Regions from separate parts of the Hordeum vulgare genome. Here region 2 is linked to region 1. Evidence: chromatin contacts called from public Hi-C data. All regions are on one chromosome and are shown on one strand. Each heading gives the region's core, a stretch centred on a gene start, on an enhancer-like site or on the middle of the called end of the contact. The rest is flanking DNA. Distances are from core to core; before and after follow the strand shown. Region 1 holds the start of LOC123444786 (TLC domain-containing protein 2). Region 2 holds the start of LOC123440470 (subtilisin-like protease SBT3).

The links. A called contact is a pair of places that touch in the nucleus more often than the background predicts.
Region 2: a Hi-C map of leaf shows a contact between it and region 1, with 4 times the contacts expected there. The contact joins the promoter of LOC123440470 here to the promoter of LOC123444786 in region 1.

Annotation. Positions count from the first base shown.
Region 1 is chr3H:536,219,947-536,222,592 of MorexV3_pseudomolecules_assembly, reverse strand. It overlaps LOC123444786 (TLC domain-containing protein 2), which reads left to right and starts at 1,322. Exons shown (of 3, transcript XM_045121629.1): 1 at 1,322-1,721. The coding sequence starts at 1,337. It overlaps LOC123444785 (AUGMIN subunit 7), which reads right to left and starts at 1,236. Exons shown (of 9, transcript XM_045121628.1): 1 at 994-1,236; 2 at 767-852; 3 at 618-679; 4 at 379-470; 5 at 22-147. The coding sequence starts at 1,127.
Region 2 is chr3H:536,658,581-536,661,226 of MorexV3_pseudomolecules_assembly, reverse strand. LOC123440470 (subtilisin-like protease SBT3) reads left to right here and starts at 1,289. Exons shown (of 3, transcript XM_045117036.1): 1 at 1,289-2,223; 2 at 2,305-2,646. The coding sequence starts at 1,289.

The DNA.
Region 1 (2,646 bases), core at 73-2,572:
GAATATAATGGTTGCACTTACAGGGGGTAAATTGATTGTATTTGGACATCTGCAGGAAAAAGCTTGCACTCCTCTGAAAAAATTTGCGCCTGTTTCTCAGCAATGGAATCTACAAGTTGTACATCCTTTGCCAACTGCTCATCAACACTACCAGGGAGCAATTTGTCAGGTAATTTATATATCAGATGCCCTAATACCGAGGTTAAAACAGCATCTAATACTTTCGGTACAATGAAGAGCATTTTACATCAAATATTCCTTTCTGTTTACAGTGCTGGAAAATGTTTAACTGAAATAGCTACTGATTATCAGTGACTAATGCTTTCGTATAATCAGCATAGCAAAAGTATGCCACAGACAGTAAAGTGTAAAACCAACCTCCACTCTGGATTGTCGGCATAGCAGCTAGCTTCCACCAAGTCAACAATTAGACGGAGGAGCTCCACCCGCTCGTCGTAGCTGCCCCTGCCCTGCAATCCCACAAAAGATGAGACACGCTGGATCTGAGTTTGTGATTCTCACCACACTACACGCCAGAGATCTGTCATCCGTGAGTAACAAAAGCTAATACTCAACAAATGTAAGCCTCAAAGAACAAAGAGCTGCATTCCTCTTACCTGAATCGCCTCAGTGTCGACTGAAGGCGTGATACCGAGGAAATTCGCGATCTCCGCCAAGTCTGCACAACCCCAACCAACCATCAGCACCAGGCGCGAGCAAGCATTTCCCAATCCAGCGCCGCGAAACAGGTGTGCAGAAACCTTACGTTGGATCCTGCTGTTCTCCTCGTCGCGGTCGAGGCTGTCCCCCTGCCAGTTCTGCTGCGTGAAGGGCGATCTGTCGCCGAGCAGCCTCCGGACCACAGCGGCAGCAGCAGGTCAGCAGATGAAACCCTCAATTCGGAAACCCTACGAGCCCCGAAACCCGCGCCGGAACACGCGGCGGAGGCTCGGTCGGGGCGGAAATGCGGGGGGCGGGCGGTGGCGCACGTACCGGAAGAAGAGCCACTCGAGGAGGCGGTAGCGCTCGACGCCGGCGAAGAGGAGCGACTGCGCGGGCGCGCTGGCGCGCGGGTAGGCCAGCACCGCCAGCTTCCGCTGGATCTCCTCCATCTGCTTCGACGCCATGGCGAACCAATCCTCCCCGCTCGCGGCGGCCGGCCGGCTTGGTGGTCGTTGGGCTGTGGGGATCGAGCCGACGGGGACGGCCCAGCGAGCGAGATGGATGACGTTACGCTCGGGGCATTTCTTTTCTTCTTTCTACCCACCGAATTATTTTCGTTTCAAATTTCGAAGGATCGCTTCTCTCTCTATCTCCTAGAGACTAGAGATGGGAGATGGGGCCCGCGTGTCGGGTTCCAGGCCCGGAAAGCAACAGGCGAGCGGTCCAACCAAAGCGGCCGACGGAGAGGGGAGAGGGGGCTAGGCGGCTAGCGCGTGGACGGGTGCGGCTCTCGGCTCGCCACGACGCCCGCATGCCGCCGCCCCGCCGCGCCGGCGCGGGCGACACGAGCGCCTTCTTCGCGGCGACGCTGGTGCTGTGGGCCGTGTCGGTGGGGTTCGAGATCGGCGCGCGGGGCCGCCGCGAGCTGGCCGCCGTGGCCGCCGGCTTCGCCTTCTTCCAGGCCGCCAACACCGCCGTCCGCGCCGCGGTCTCCCGCGACCCGCTCTTCGTCAACACCGCCGTCTCTCTGCTCCACTCCTCCCTCACCTCCGCCTCAGGTCTCGCCTCTCTTTCTCCCCCCCTCCCCGAACCCTCACATTTCGTCCCGTCGCTTTTCCCGTGCACGTGCTTTGGGTTAATCGCCTAGTAGAAGAAAGGGTACGCCCGCCTAGTTGACTTCCAGCGTTGCGCGAATTTGGTGGGGATAGAGAGGGCGCGGCAGATTAATCAGTCCGTAAACCCGTTGATGCTTGAAGCTTGATGCAATTTGGTCGGCCCTGGACAAAAGGGAGCACTATGAGCTATGTACTGTTAGTGTTAGTATCGTTGTTCACTGTGATGCTGCTTACTTCTGCTGTTGAGAATTGTCTCCGTTTGAGCTTCGATTGGCTGAAATTGTGCAGGATTTCTCAAAGCCCATATTGCTTGCTACCTCGCTGTTTATAGCATGTTCGGCTTCTAGAGGTTGCATGGTTTCAGTTTCCATGTAAATGTGGCAACCATGCAATGGCCTTGCGTGCAAATACTTCCATGTTTTCCATTCAAAATTGCCAACCCTTAAAAAGAATGGTGATGGTATAAAGTGTGTTCAGAAGAGTTCACTAGTTTGGCACCAAATATCTCCATTTTGTCTGTCAGTTGGGCGGCAAATCAGCACCTAGTGCCTAAACACCAATTAGGTGGGCCTAGGAGGGATAAAATGGCTAGCAGGAAGGGTGTCACCTAGTGCCTGGTGGCCCTCTAGTTGCACTAGGCGGCTGACTTTTAGAACGCTACCTTTCTAACAACATCACTTTTCATGCACTACTTCTTCGCACATACTTATTGCCAGTAAATCTCTCGCGCCAAATTGACAATGGCTAAGCAAAATGATAGAAATGGAAATTTATGTCCTAGATGGTCGGATATGTGCCATTAGATTTAGAGGTGCTGCTCAAGATAGTTAGGAAGTTGTAGAGCCTTCCCTCTGCAGTATTTAAAATT
Region 2 (2,646 bases), core at 40-2,539, 440 kb before region 1:
CGGTGCATCAAGGAGAGTGGCACTGGGAGCACCGCATCCCGCTGTCGTAACCCGGACGTGACCCTCCCGCACGACTGGCATTTGGATCTGAAGAGGATCCCGGTGTCGGCTGTGTCGTGGTCGGCGCGGGGGCACGCGGAGGAGGTGAGTCACTTGCGGCAGCAGCAACTCACGTGACTCGGAGGTATGATTTGCGCTCGAGCACGAGGAGCAGTGCCCGCGCGCGTGCGCGACGTGCAGTCGTGCCCTTCGCCGCCCCGCCCGTCGTTCGCGACGAGGACCAGGAGGAAGAGCGTCGCAAGGCTGAGAAGGAGAACGCGGCATACGAGACGCAGCTCGTGGAGGCCATCGTGCTGTCCGCTGCCGTCGAGTGCATCGTGCCCCCTCCGCCAAAGACCGAGCCCCAGCCCACGGAGCCGCAGCCGGAGGTCTACCAATGGACCGGCTGTCTCCACGAGTGGGTCACCGCGCCGCCCCATCTGGTTGGATGCGACATCGCAGCAGGAGGTCGCCTACCTCCAGCAATCGAGCGCGCCGACGACCAGTGCAGATGGAGCTGAAGCGCCGACAGGAGCGGGAAGCGGAGGAGGAACGACAGGAGCGGGAAGCGGAGGAGGAACGACTAGAGAAGGAGGAGGAGGAACGCGTCCGTGCTGCGCTGCCGCCGCCACCAGCACAGTCCGAGCAGGCGGGACAGACGATGAAGGCACAGGCAGCGGCGGCACAACCCTACGTCGACAATGAGGACATCTAGGACGGCGCGCTGTCTCGTAGATTAGTTTTTAATGTTTAATTAATATAATGAAAACGCGTGGACTCTCACCGTCTTTGTACGTAATGTTCAATCAATATTTTTTTTATTTTCGAAAATATTTGTTTTTTTTCACGCGTCGTAAAATGGATCGGGTCAACGTTGGGCGCATGCGTCGACCCAAACACGAAAACGGATGTTGGTGTCCGCCGGACCGATCCAAACAAACAAAAACGTCCTACGTTTAGGTCGTCGCGTTGGAGTTGCTTTAAAACGTCTAGATAGATATGAATTAGCAAATCCGTTTATTTTTTGGGATTATGTGACCTCGGTTCCTCCTGCGACACGGCCGACTACCGTTGCCGTCGATGGTTTTAGGACGAGAGAAAACGATGCCTTCGATATGTACCCTCGTACAAAACAATGGAAGAAGGACAAGCATGTACTTCGTGCGTCGATTCCGAAGAATGCATTGCACCGCCACGTATAAAATGGACACACCCGTGCTAAGAAGTTACGAACTATTCGATCCTCAACATGGCATCGCTTCTACTTCTAGCGAGTAGCTCATGGCTTCTCCTCTGCTCTCTCTTGCCAGCTCCGGTGGTAGCCGACAGGACGTCGTACATCGTCCACATGGACAAGTCCGCCATGCCGACGCAGCACTGCGACCACCGTGAGTGGTACTCCGCCGTGCTGGCGTCTCTAGCAGCAGCAGCCGACTCACCGGGAGCTGCCAGCGGCGACCAGCCGCGGCTCGTCTACACCTACGACGAGGCGCTCCACGGCTTCGCGGCCACCCTCTCGGCCCCCGAGCTCCACGAGCTGAGCCGCGCGCCGGGTTTCGTCTCGGCCTACCCGGACCGCCGCTCCGACGTCACTCACGACACCACCCACTCCACGGAGTTCCTCCGCCTCAGCCCGTTCGGTGGGCTGTGGCCGGCAGCCAAGCTCGGCGAGGGCGTCATTATCGGCATGATCGACACCGGAGTGTGGCCGGAGAGCGCGAGCTTCGATGACGCCGGCATGGCCCCCGTGCCGTCCAGGTGGCGCGGCATGTGCGAGCCGGGCGTGGCGTTCCCTGCTTCCCTGTGCAACCGGAAGCTCATCGGAGCGCGCTACTTCAACCGGGGTTTGGTCGCCGCGAACCCCGGCATCAAGATCAGCATGAACTCCACGCGCGACACCATAGGCCACGGCACGCACACGTCGTCGACGGCCGGGGGCAGCCCCGTGCCCTGCGCGTCCTTCTTCGGGTACGGGCTCGGCACAGCCCGTGGAGTCGCCCCGCGTGCTCATGTTGCCATGTACAAGGTCATCTGGGACGAGGGCCGGTATGCGTCTGACGTGCTAGCCGGCATGGACGCGGCCATTGCGGACGGTGTCGACGTCATCTCCATCTCCATGGGCTTCGACGGCGTGCCGCTCTACGAGGACCCCGTGGCCATAGCTGCGTTCGCCGCCATGGAGCACGGCATCCTCGTGTCGGCTTCAGCGGGCAACGCCGGCCCACGCCCCGGCACGTTGCACAATGGCATCCCGTGGCTGCTCACCGTCGCGGCTGGCACGGTGGACCGGACAATGTTCTCTGGCACCGTGTCCTATGGCAACACCACGCTAACCACCATAACAGGCTTCACGATGTATCCGGCGAACGCTTGGGTGGTGGGCACGAAGCTGGTGTACGACGACACCATCTCGGCGTGCAACTCGTCGGTGTCAATGGCAAACGCAACGACGAGCATAGTCGTGTGTCGTGACATCGGGAGTGTCACTGAGCAGCTGAACACCGCGAACGAGGCCGGCGTCGCCGGTGCCATCTTCATCAGGGACGTGCTGACTTATGATGACACCATGCCACTCCCAGCCATTTTCATCCGCTCGAAAGATGCACC